2 separate regions of the Mus musculus genome follow, and region 1 is linked to region 2. The links are chromatin contacts, called in public HiChIP or PLAC-seq maps. All regions are on one chromosome and are shown on one strand. The core of a region is the stretch at or near the end of the contact, and the rest is flanking DNA. Distances in the headings are between cores, read along the strand shown.

Region 1 (6,108 bases), core at 903-3,402, 94 kb after region 2:
GGATGAGATCATGAAGTCACTCACGGTAACCAGGTCCCTGCGCTCCAAGTGTGCTTTTTCAGTGAATGGCAAAATACTAACAAAAGAAACCTTTGACTCAAATACCACTGGTACCCAGGGTCTTGTGTCTGTATAATGCCTACACATTCATTTCTTTCTTTGCCTATAGAAAAAAGAAAGTCTGTTTGTTTTTCTGATTCAGTCAGCCCTTTTAGTCTTTGAGTCTAAGGAGAGGCTTGTGAAAAGAGCATCTTATCAGCATGCTCCAGCCAGCAGGCTGTGCCCCCCTCCACAACCAAACCTCCAGCCTCTCTCAGCAAAAGGCCTCACCCTCTGAGCCTTTTCCCATTTCAGAGCTAACACCCTGCTGGGTTTTGACAACAAATAAATGAATACACAAGGCCCTAACATAATTAGCCATCTTTTCAGGTAGAGAGAGGTGGGTGGGGGGAGGAGGGCTTGGGAGAATACTTTAGTGTAAATTGGCCTCACTTCTGAAGTTGACGCTGGCACACAGCATCTGAGGGCACTTATTTTAAATAAAGCCACATGAAGTGAGTTTTCGAGATACCCGTCCGTGAATCCTGACCTTGTGCATATCTATCTCAGCCAAGTCGTCAGTAAAGATTTTAAACTTGTAACCCAAAGATTGGACTTCTTAATCCAGGAGAAAGGCTGTGGCTTGGACATCGTGGGCACTGAAACCCAGGGACATTTATTTACTTCTTTTAAAGGGGAATTTTAACAAACAAAAGAGGCAAAGAAAGTAAAATAGAAAATAGTACTTTGTGACCCCGAGGAAGCATTTCAGATGGGCTGATGCTGGACAGCCGGAACAATAATCCTGCAAACCGCCACAAAGAACTCAGCAGGCTCCAGTGCCACACATCTGGATCTTAATGGAACCACAGTTTACGTGGAAGGGTGCATTTTGCTGCTATCATTACTGGGATAACTTAATTGATCTGTCTCTGTGGCTGAGGGTGTAGACTAGAGATTTATTACGAAGGGAAAAGATCTGCAATGCTGCCTTTTCTTTTTCAACAAGCATTCTGTCACTGACCTCTAAACGAGTTTAACCTTTTCTGAGCAGACCTGCACATTTTTAACATAATTTAGAGCTAGGGTTTTTGTTGTTGTTATTGCTGCTGCTGAGAGGCTGTGGGGTTTTTATCACAACATGGCTTCAGTAACCTTCTTTCAAAAACAAAGATGTTAAAAACAAAAGACCGAAACTAAAACCTGCCAGTTCCACTCCTTTTCCAGGCAGGGGATTCGGATGTAACCTTTCAAGTGCCTTTGGAGTTCAATCTGTTAGAAAATGTATGAAACAAAATTAGAATAGGAAAAGGCGTGTGTATGACTCAGGCTTATCCCAGTATCTCTATCACAGGATTTCCCTGTGTTTCTGAAAACCTTGAGAAAGTGACAGAAGTTCCTGTTTTTCTTTTCTTTTTTGTCTTTTTTTTTTTTTTTTTAAAATAAGAAGGGTGGCGCGCGCGAACACACACACACACACACACACACACACACACACACACACACACGTCTTCCGGGTTCCCCATGAATCAGACAGGTTTCTTGGAGGTCCCCTAGTGCAATGCAAAGCACTGCCCCGACGTATCCCCAGTTCCTCTGTACACAAAGGTCTCCAGGAAACCCCCAAACTTGTTGCGGGCCGCCGGAGCCCTTGGCCGCGCGCCTGCCCGTCCCACCTCTCCGCCAGTCCCCGTCCCGGTCCCCCCGGGCATCTCTCCGCCCGCCGCCTCCTTCCGAAACCGGGTCACCGCCCCGCGCGCTCGGCGCAGGCCTGGGGAGCGCGGCAGCCTCACCTGCTTGCGGTAGGGCGTCCTGCAGCCGCCGGCAGCGCCGGGGTGGCCGCTGCCGCTGGGGAAGATCATCTCGGGCGCGGGGAGCTGAGGCAACCGGGGCCGCGGCGCTCCGGGAACTCCCTCTCTCGCCTGTCCGGGCAGGCGGAGGGAGGATGCGGCCGGGGACTGGCTCGCGGCTCCCGCCCTAAAAGTGCGGCGCGACGCGCGCGGCCGGCGACTCTCGAGCAGCTCCGGGGGCCGCCGCCCTGCGTGCCATGGACCGGAGTTCGCGCGCGGTGCCGGCGGCAGCGGACGAGCAGCGCCGCCGCGTCCCCACCTCCCGCCGCCTCAACCACCGCCCCGAGAGCGCGCCGGCCGGGGGCGGGGAAGCAGCCGCGCACCGCCTAGTGCCGCGCCCAGCCCTCCCGCGCCTCCCGCCCGCCCGGCCGCCCGGCCGCGCCCGCTCCCCCGGCCTCGGCCCCCGCGCTCGGCCTCCCGGGCTGGGGCGGCAACCCGGGCTGCGCGGCGCCCCCATCCCGCGCAATGGTTGGCTCTGGCGCCCCGCATGCCTCACATTCCTGGGAGCAGCCACCCCAGGCCCTTGGGCCAGGCGTCGCCGTGGCTTCGCACCCCACTTGGCTGCCCCTTTTAAGGGCATCGCTTCGGGAACCGCTGGAACACCTGGATAGGAAGCCAATGGCCCGCCTTTTCTTTCATCTTTCACAGCAGCCCCTGGTCCCGAAAAGGCGCGGATAATTACTCTCACTTCCCTGTCCAGATCTACCTCCCAGGACACTTCTCAGCCCCCCAGTTATAAGCATGCTACATTTTTGTAGAGCAAACGGGTGGGTTTTTTTTGTTTTGTTTTGTTTTGTTTTTGTGTTTTCCTTTCCAGTCCCTCACCCAAATACACCCGGGAAAGTTTTCAATTTCATTCTTGTGCCACAGAGGAAGAGTTTTCCTTCAAGACAACATTATCAAAAAAGCAATGAAAACCTTATAAGCCATCCAAAGGGGAGACCTGTCCTTCCTGGAAAAGACAGAAGATACAGGAATTCAACCTAGTTATTAAAAAGACGGCAAGAAAGGGACAAAGACAGGAGTAATTTCCTTTGTTCTCAAGTGGAAAAAAAAATAAAAACTGCTTCTCTTGCCGCTCCTTTTGCAGTCACCTCTCTGGATGTAGCTAGCAGGCTTTGAACACATGTTGATGTGGAGGCCTCAGAAGAGGGTGGTCAAGCAAGCCATTTCTGGATAGGGTTACCAGGGCTGGTTGCCATCTTTAAATTGGCGACGGGGTCCCTGACAAGTATTCCTGAATTCTGGGATTACAGCCACAGTACACATACATAGGTCTTCCCTGGCTTCTAACATCTTCCTGGAAAGGCCCATCTGCTACAACAATGAAAAATCCCAGCTTGTCTTAACAAGAGAAGGAACTCAAACTCTGGCTGTCACAGAGATGCTATGAACGTCAACTTTCTAGCCAAAGTGTAGCCATTCAGAGACTTTTCTGAAAACAAAGTTGAAAATTATACTTCCCAGAAATCCTGCTGGTGACTTAGTCAGCTGCTTCCAAAGTCCCCAGAGTTCCAGCAAAAGTAACAAGAAATAATAAGTCTTGCCTATTGAAAGCAGACACACCCACAACACACACATAATCCTAATTCTTTTCACTTAAAAAAAAAAAAAAAACAGCAAAGGCTAGGGTATTCGGTGCATACTGGGCAAGTAAAACCTTAAAATTCACAGGATATCTGCCCTTGAAAGTGTTTAAAGATTACAGCACAGCCAGGCTGTGAGCTAGTGGGGACCCCAGAACTGTTTTTCTACTACTACTCCATGCATTGGTTTTGTTTTTTTTTTTGGTTTTTTTTTTTTTTTTTTTTTTTTTTTTTGCTGTGACCTGTTGTCTTTCCTCACTATGAGCCAGCACAAATGCAAAGTGGACAGTTTTAGTTCCAACTGTTCAAGTCGAAGATGCCTTTTCCTGAGGACTCGAGACACACCCTACTTCATCCTACCCTCTGCACTATTACCACAAGTCCCACCAGTCATCTACAGAAAAAGCCAGTGTACAACCTCAGTTGTCCTGACTGGTCTCTTAGGAAACCACAATTGAAACCACAGAAGAACAGCATTAAATTTTTTTATGGCTTTTCTCTCAAGTCATGATGTACTTGCTGGGTCATGACCCATTGGATACTGTGCTATTCCAAAATGCTAGCACTCGATTGGATGTCTAATAGTTCTCTAGAGATAAGAAAATGTTAAATGATAAAATTTAAAGAGATGGCAAAATAAATCTGATACTAGTAGAATGTGCAAATAATACTGAGAGGTATTAAGAGAACTGACCTTAAGACTTAAAATGAATCTAAGAATTAGCATGCTGTTTATAGTTTCACATGAACTGCTTAAAAAGAAAAAACATAGACATGTAGTACTTAAAAAAAAAGGAAACTTGAGTTCAAAAGCTCCAAATATGAAGTAGATCTATAAGCCATTATACAAAGAAGAAAAGATTAATAGTCCAACCTCAAAATAGGATCACAGAAACCCAAAAATTCAAACTTAAGGGAAATAGCTGGAATATGAAACTCTGTATATAACATACACAATCAATTCTAGATAATCCATGAGCAATTATAGGGATGGAGTCTAGCGAGGTCCGTCTAGAAAAGTCCACTTTCATTGTTGTCGATTTTGAAAGAGACATCAGAAACTAAAGGAACTGACCAGAAAGCCTGCAAGCTATTCGGGTGAAAATTCAGTGCTGCGGAGCCTTGTCCTGTGTACCTCCTTCTCCACCCTCAGCCTTAGGTGAAGCTGTGGGAATCTGACCCAGGGGCAGCCACTCTACAGACTGGCCAGTGACCTATGATCTGGGTGGGACTGGAAACATGAGCTCGCCAATCTGATTCTCAACCCTTGGGAATTTGATTCACAAAACTCCAAGGGCTAAACCAGTTAGGAAAGGGAAAGAAATGGCAAGAGCTGCCTGGGGTGAGGGGAGGGGGAGGGGAGAGGAGGCCATGACAGGCCAGAACCATATGCAAGCCAAGCTTATGAGGAAGCAGAAGCTATGAGGAAACAGGAAGCTGCCTGGCAGCAGGCAGGAAAGCAGCAGAGCAGACACCAGGAGCCCCGAGCACTTGGTGGTGAGAGACGATGGAGAGAGCTCCTGTCCCTAGAGAGGTGTTGACTCCTCTTCAGAATAGCAGCAGCCCTCGGACACTATGTGTACACTCAGGCCACAGCCCTGGCTAAATGAGTTGAAAGAGTTTCTTGTCTCTTTGTAACAACACAAGAGACAAAATGAAGGCAGAACCAAGCAAGCCTGACTCCATATTTCAGTTCCCTACTTATGCCACACATGATCTGGGGCAAGCTAGTTGCATCCCACATTGTTTTCACAGTATAGTGTTACATCAAAAAGGTTCCCAACTTGATAAACGGCAGCTATTAGTGTTGTAGTCCAGGTTTTATAGCAGAGGAGGGTAGTCTAATAGCACATGCATGCATAGTAAGTGTGAAAGGCCATCAAAGAAGAGAAGGTAGGGTACATTGGTACTCTATGGCAAGTAACAAGCATATCTAGCTAAGGGGATGTCATTTTCAATCCCTGTTTGCTGAATGGCTGAATGAGCACACTCTCTAAGGCTATCTAACCACCGATAACAGCAACAAGGAAGGAAGAACGGTTTGATGAAGGGTCTGTTTCAAGAGCTCAGATACACTGAAGAGTTTTCTCTATTGTTCTCCAGCCTCCTTTTAAGAAACCATATATTAGAGCAGTGTCATTTCATGAGTAGGAATACTGAGCAGTCTCAAAGATCATCCTGTGAGGCAGGCAAAGTATACACACAGGGATAATAACAATGGAGCAACCAGGACAAGCAGAAGCCTGTGTTCGTGTAGGGGAGATGAGACATAGGTAATGATGCCTTCCTTGATAGCAAAAAGCTTGTACAACTGGAATTTGATGCTATGACATTAGATGATGTTCCATCCTTCAGAAACAATTTTAAAACGAGACTGGTTTTTCACGTTTCACTTTCATAAGGACCCTTTGAGGGTAAGGGGGGTTATAAGGCTTATGATGCCAAGGAGCAAGAGAAAGGTAAGAAGAACTGACTCAGCTACCCACTGGGGTCTTAAGTAATACCATAGTGGTGTTAAAAGTTGAGGGCTGGGTAGGGTTCAAAGACTGAGTCCTGCACAAGATCTGTAATGTTGCATCCCAAGTTCCTAGGCAAGCATCTATAACCCCTGCCGCAGTAATGCAAAGACTTAA
Region 2 (6,963 bases), core at 1,996-4,495:
GAAGGAAGGAAGGAAGGAAGGAAGGATGGATGGATGGATCTCAGTAGCAACAATCTCCTTCGTTTCCCATTCATGAGGCAATCAAAACCACCTATCTTTGCTTTAGCATCTCTGCTTTCGCCGAGATTAAGAGTATACTGTGGTGCCACCTGGGTTAACTCAATGCTGAACAAAACATCTTCCTGTCAATTAGATGAAGTGTATCTTTAATGTTGAAAACATGCCAAGTTGTTTAGCAGATGTAGGGCAATAATACATGCAGTGTTTCAAAATACAAGGAAAGACAATGAAGCTGGCTTTGGGTTTTAAATTTTTCATACTCTCCTGAGGTGGGTAAAGAAGGGAAGTCTTGCCCCTTTCTTTCTACTTCAGATGCTGCCTCTCCTAGTGGCGCCCAGCAAACCGCACAGTTCCTCCATGAGCCCTCTCATTTCGGACCCAACCTCCCAAGTCTCTGAAGCTTTGTTACGGTGGAAACCTACACAAGTTGGGTCACTGCTCCTTGAAAACAGCTTCATAGAAAAGGGACTTTTCCAATGCATGCCACGCATCTAAGACTGTCACCCAAATCTCCTCTTCTAATACTTTCCAGATTAACAGAGGCGACAGAAAACATGTGGAGAAGGTTTGATATGTACATGTCATGGTGGGAGGATAGAGGGGGTGGTGGTGGCTCTCTTAAAGATGAGAGAGGAAGTTTGTAGCAAACACAGGGCACTGAGAACAAACTAAAGTCAAAACACTGAACTAGACTGCAAGGTTTTCCCTACAGTTTTGCTTTATTTTGTCAGTTACTGGGGTAGATTTTTTTCCACTCCAAGAGTGCTGACATTGAAGAAAATGACCATAATAGCCTTAGCTACAAAACTTCCTTGAAGCCCTGTACTTTATCTTAGAGTTTGTGCTTATGAGCCCAACGCTCTCAGAACTTGAGACAGGAAAACTGCTGTAAAGTGAAGGGCATCTGGGGCTACCGAGTTAGTTCTAGGCTAGCCTAGGCCATAGGGTGAGGTAGTTCATAGGCCATAGCTCAACATCTCTCCCCACCCAACAAGGCTGTTAACCCTTACTTTCTAGTCTATAACAATTTGAATTTTGAGAGACAAGCTTGATAACCTGACACCATTAAGTTATTGATATTTCAGGGAGACAAACATGTTTTGAGCAGTTTCCTTTCTTATAGGTGGATTGGGTCAGAATGGAGGAGTGACTATCACCTGACAGCCACACTCTGCGGAAGAGGGAAGCTTTAGAGGCACCACAGTGGGAGGGATAGGATTAATATGCCTAGACCATACTTAGTGTCATGCTAAGGCAGGAACTGGCTACTTAAAGGTCATGAAACACACCTTTTAGGCCCAGATATACTGTAATGACCTAAACATGTTACATGAGATATGCACACTAAAATTCTTTATACTTTTATTATATTATAAAAATTAAAAAAATATAATTAAAAAATTATATTATAAAAATTTCAATGGCTCATATTCAAGCATGCTCACAGAATGTGTTACACATCTAGATCTTTTTAAAAAGGGGACTGACAAGGTAAGTAGGAGTACTTTCTAATATGTATTTTAGTTGCTTCTGGGATAAACAGGCAGCTATACACTTTGTAGAGTTTTAATTTAACTTGAATGTTGACCAATGGGGGGGGGACCCAAATATTAAAACTGTTAAAACCTGAATGGAGAGGGTTCACTCACTCTGACAGAGCAATATACAATGGACTAAATATATGTAAGAATATGTAAATATTTCCTATGACTAGGCAGACCTTGTTCCACTGACTCCTGTCCTAGGCCTGCTAAGATTGCTGGTATTTGTTTCCCATAGCAACAACCTCCTCAGTTAATTTTCCTCACCTGGGATGACCATTAGAGCTAGTATTATGTATTCTTTCTGTCTATGTGGTTGACCTGTCCTACAAACACTACCCACAGTGTTGCACTAATTTAAAACTTACACCACCAACGAATGGGATGAACCCCCAGGCTGGTAACATCAGTCAGTCTCCCTCCCCCCACCCCATCCAATCCTCTAAACATCCACGAAGTCTCATTACTTTATGTATTCACAGGAAATGGGACATAAAGTATTTATAGTAATTGGTGGTGTTTGGAATGAAGATTAATTTAGTCTCTTTAAAATCAGTCACAACCCTAACTGTTTCATTATGTCTAAGTAATAAATTACGATGCCTGAAAAAGTTACTGTGTCAATTACAGGTAGCCAAGAGCAGTGGGTGCAAAGGGCCTCTTTATGTCCCAAGCACAGATGAGGTTTAGGGGCTTTTCTAGCACATGGAAAAATGGGTCCCACACTGGCTGTGACAGGGATAAATGGCTGTAATGCTCACTTGAGTAGAAAAGCCAGGCTCGGAGGTCCCACCCGGTGTAAAGCACTCAGACACCATCTGAAAGAAATTAACAAACCCTCCCCGTGCTTGTGGAATGGTTCCTGAAATGCGAGAGAGGGACTTGGCAGAAAGAGTAGACATCTGTTTTCTCTTGTACTGAATAGGTTCACCCACCAGCAGATCGCCGCTGACGGGTGGGTGACTGCCGACTGCTCAGAGCATGGTGGGCCTCTTGGTGACGGGAACCGATTTCCTGCTCATTTGCCTGCTTATTTGTTGAGAAAAGTGTGCAAGCCTGCCACCCCTGATGTTCTGCTGACCCCCAGCCAACCTCAGGAGGTGACAGAGAAAGGCCTGTAGAAAGCCACTCTTATCACAGGTATCACCCTCAAAGCCGTGCCTTACATCTTTTAAGCCAGTTATCTGTGTGTCTTTTAATAGAATCTGATTTCTCTTTTTTCTTTCAGAGGTAGTCTCTCATCTTTGTAGGCCAGGCTAGACTGGAACTTAGTATGGAGCTCAGAACAGAATGGCCTTAAACTATAGCAATTCTCCTGCCTCAACTTCCCACACACTGGGACTTCAGCATAGCCATCACCACAGCTGGCTTCCAATCTGGGTCTTTTGAGAAGAAGACACACATTTAAACCATGTTTCCCACACCGAGGCTTTCCAGGAGGCCCGGGGCCGTTTCTGTCTGTGAGGCTTCATCCAGGTACTGCTCCACACAGAACTTCTAAGCATTTCCGTCCGAGTTCCCAGTCTCTGTCCAACCTTGGAATAAAACTTTTCTCTTAATTAGCTATTTTTAAAATCAATAAGAGCAAGCACTTCATGGCCACCACATGGCAGTACTGAGCAAGGCTGTGGAGTTAAGAGAATCAGCTACCTCAGTGTTGTCAGTTTACAGCTGTGTGTCTATGGGCTCCTCATACACCTGCCTACCCCAGAACCCAGTGTTATCAGCAACATCTCATCTCTGCCACCCCACCCCTGTGTCACTGCTTCAAATCACACAAGAGGGAAAGCCTTTAACTGTGTGGCCTTTTAATACCCTGCAGCATCCCCAACTCATTCGCAAGAACAGAATGGAGAGTGACTGGTCCCTGATAACACAACCACACAGCCAGACTTAAACTTCCTTCATAAAAAATCCCTCTCCCCAAAAGACATACTCAAGGCAATCCTTGACTGCATCAGCCTAAGAGAATCAAGTCCGGATACTCAAACCCACGATGTGATGGTTAGAAGAACAAGAGAGCTGCTGGCATTAAGACGTTAATTTGTAACCTTAAAAATAAAGGAAAAAGAAGAAACCAGGTACTGAAATCTATATGCTGCAGAACGATGGCACACAGCAAGCATCCCTGAACCTGTGCACTGGCCTTCCTCACAGATGATGGGGAAACACGTCCCTCAGCTAGCTCACAGAATAAAGCTGTGCAGTCCTTGAGTGGGGCTGGCATTCAAAGTGCATCACTGATATGACCTAGATTGTCAACCCACACTCAATCCTCTTTTGAATAAGCGAATGGTAATGATTTCTTCCAGAGATTATTTAAAATACTATGCTACTTAGGTGCTAGAATGTATGTAGGGGACTACCCTATAAAGGCCTTGGCATTGTGGATAAAACAGGCTCCTTCCTAACTCAGTTTCAACAATGCGTGTTGGTGCTCCCAGGATCCACAGGAAGAAACCAGACAACCTAGAGAAAGCCTGCAAGAATCTGGCTGTGAATTGGATTAGGATGTGCGCATCCCGCTCTTCTCTGTCTAAAAGAAACAGAAGCTGAGAATGCCATTCACTTGGAGAGAAACGCAGCCATGTTCTGAGCCTCCACATGTGGTCTGCTACCCTCTTGTTACCAGCCAAGCAACAGGGCTGTCAGTGGACCTACACAAAGCTTGATCTGAATCCCACCAGCTTGCTGTATACAATGGGTCTATGTGTGACTCAAAAGCCGAACAATGGGAAAGGAGCAAGCTGATTGAAAGGGCCTACCAGAATGGCTGGGAAGTAATTACTCTCTTCCCGATGGCTGGCAGAGGCAGATGGAAGCTAGGACTCACTGGAAGCTGGCTTGGCAATATACTGAATAATCCTAGCACTCATGAGCCAGAGGGGGAAGAATTTTGGATTGAAAGCCACCCTGGGCTATGTGTAAGATCACTCAAATACCCCAAAGAAGCAGCCACACAGAGTGATCCTAGTGTGAATTAGATTCCCTGTGGAAGGCTGCCTAGGAGGCAGGGAGAGAGTTCATCAGAGCAAGGCTGATGGTTAGCTTCGGGGGTGGATAGTAGATTAGGTAGAGAGCTCAGAAAAACTCCCAAGAGTACTGTATGAGAAAGAGCATCAATGTGTTACTACCCAGGAAAGAAGTCAACACCAGACTAACCAGACTAGGTTAGTGACAGGCCAATAAACCTTCCCAACTATGAAGGGGTTTAAAAAACACAGCTAAGGAGCTGAGAGAGACTGGGTAGAAACACATAAACGCGGGAAGGGAAACTTCACCATTGTGGCTTGATACTCAGGATTTCTGTGAAATAAGCGTATATATTTAAATTATAAGCACTATACATCATATATTAATAATCTCTTTTTGAAAATCAGGTATTTAGCTCCAAAATGTTAATCAAATGTTAAAATATTTTTGCGTTATTTTAGTAAGAAAGATTATAATACATTATACACTAATGACAACCCCCCCCCCCTCAACCAATCTTCTAAAATGTAATTAGATTGAGCTACAATGAAACTAAGCCCATTCATCACATGTCGGACTATAGATGCATATAATTAATGATTGTTGGGATGGAAACCTTCACAATGCTGCTTCCAGATCACCAAACTGTCGGCAAAGTTGCCAGCAACTAATTGCAATGGAGGCTGTGTTGCCCTTTCCCTTAGAGCCAGCAGCAGCCAACACTCATGGACTTGTAGGGCTCTGGGCAGTTTGTGGTATGTCTATGTATGCCCCCACATTACACTGCTTCTGAACACAGTAAGGCTTTCCCCCTAATAGACCCTTATTTAAATATCACATCGAATGAGGCTGGGCAACATGAATACAGAGGAATGGCTGTAAACATACTGAAAGAGATGCTAGGTTTTATGGTGTGAAAAATCAAGGGACAGGACTTTCTGAAATGGGAGTAACTGCAGAAGCCATGGGAACTGTGTCCTGGATATCATCTAAAGAGAAAGGGGGAGATTTGCAGAGTGACTCAGGATGGAGAGGGAAGGGCAGCATTGTGGTTTTCTGGGTAAGGTCTGCTTGTCCATGTCTAGTCACGTACTGACTGCAGGGCCAGAGTAAATGTGCTACAAATCAGAAAGCAGAGCAGGATCCCTGTCATCACACTTGCTTACTCTATCCTCGTTTTCAGCATCAAACTGGACATTGCTCAGAGGATGAGGCCATCGTCTGACGACCAGGATGCCTTCTACTTTCCGTTTCTATTTTCCTAAATTTCTACTCTGGAGGTGAAGAATACCCATAGGCCATCTTAGGGCCACGCCCTGAGGATTATATGGAAAAGATTACTTTAGAAAAGGAATCCCTTTTATGAATTCCTAAAACTTTATCTGTGCTGATGGTTGTATCCAAAGTACCTCTATGTTGGCAGCTGTAGAACTTTGAGCAGCTACCTTACCTCTCAGGTCCCTGCAGGTGATATATGTCTTCCTTACTGTCCTGAAGCTTCCAGAAGCCTTCTCTCCTGCACTCCTCAGGGAGTGAGCACCTGCTGCTACTCAGAAGTAACCAAGGATAGTACTCAGTTATTTTCCTCTGCACTTCATAAAGCCTGGTAATAGAAAACGACTGCTCTTTTGAAAAGACTTGAAATAACATACAGCAAAATTTTAGGCTTGAAAATATTTGCCATGACAACTGATGCAGGGAAAAGGTTAAAAAAAAAAAACCAAAACAAACCACCACCAACAACAAAAAACCCGTGGTTATCTTCATTAATGTACTTTAGGTACTAGGTGTAAGTATATCATCCACGCTTACATGTGGTCTATGAAGACCAGGATGTAAGTTAAGTGTTGGTTTAGTGAATATGACTCTGAAACAGATTTAGTGTATAATGAAACTCCTGCTACTGAACATGGCATGTGAGAGATGCATGGTGCTTCAAGGGCTGTCTCTTCTGACTCTTTAATAAAAATATGCTTACTGGCCAGGTGTGGTGGCGCACACCTTTAATCCCAGCACTTGGGAGGCAGAGGCAGGCAGATTTCTGAGTTCGAGGCCAGCCTAGTCTACAGAGTTAGTTCCAGGACAGCCAGGGCTATACAGAGAAACCCTGTCTTGAAAAACCAAAATAAATAAATAAATAAAATATGCTTACTGGAAAGCTACATAGGGTGGTTTATGTCTTTAATTCCAGTACTCAGGAGGAGGAGGTAAAGATTCTAAAGTTCAGGGCCATCCTCAGATACATAGGAAGTACAAGAGCAGCGTGGGTTATGTGAGACCCTACCTCATAGAAAACGAAAAGGCTCGCCGAATGCAGGTTGGAGGTGAACACTTTTGGAACTGTAACTATACTGGATCAGTGATTTTCATCACGACAAACTAACTCTTC

The links. HiChIP or PLAC-seq counts read pairs in DNA pulled down with a chosen protein or histone mark.
Region 1: an H3K4me3 HiChIP or PLAC-seq map of the SCID.adh cell line shows a contact between it and region 2, with 13 read pairs. The contact joins the promoter of Rbms1 here to the enhancer-like site in region 2. A contact is called at or near these places in 1 of 15 datasets of contacts at CTCF or cohesin (CD8 T cells), 10 of 484 Hi-C or Micro-C datasets (the C2C12 cell line, Th2 cells, embryonic stem cells and 7 more), 6 of 115 datasets of contacts at active chromatin or transcription factors (the SCID.adh cell line, bone marrow-derived macrophages, cardiomyocytes and 2 more) and 7 of 9 other capture datasets (adipose tissue, bone marrow-derived macrophages, embryonic tail and 4 more).

Annotation. Positions count from the first base shown.
Region 1 is chr2:60,879,286-60,885,393 of GRCm38.p6, forward strand. It overlaps Rbms1 (RNA binding motif, single stranded interacting protein 1), which reads right to left and starts at 2,153. Exons shown (of 14, transcript NM_001141931.1): 1 at 1,833-2,153. The coding sequence starts at 1,901. It overlaps LOC108168762 (a long non-coding RNA gene), which reads right to left. Exons shown (of 2, transcript XR_003953832.1): 2 at 3,681-6,108.
Region 2 is chr2:60,784,071-60,791,033 of GRCm38.p6, forward strand. The region is part of intron 4 of Rbms1 (RNA binding motif, single stranded interacting protein 1); the gene reads right to left. Among named protein-coding and RNA genes, the nearest start is that of Rbms1, 94 kb to the right of the region's middle. RefSeq lists an enhancer at 1,590-3,493. Within about 2 kb of position 3,246, at least 52 of the 459 cell types and tissues checked have an H3K27ac peak or open chromatin away from gene starts, as enhancers often do. A contact at or near this core is called in the SCID.adh cell line and craniofacial prominence, where this site is marked.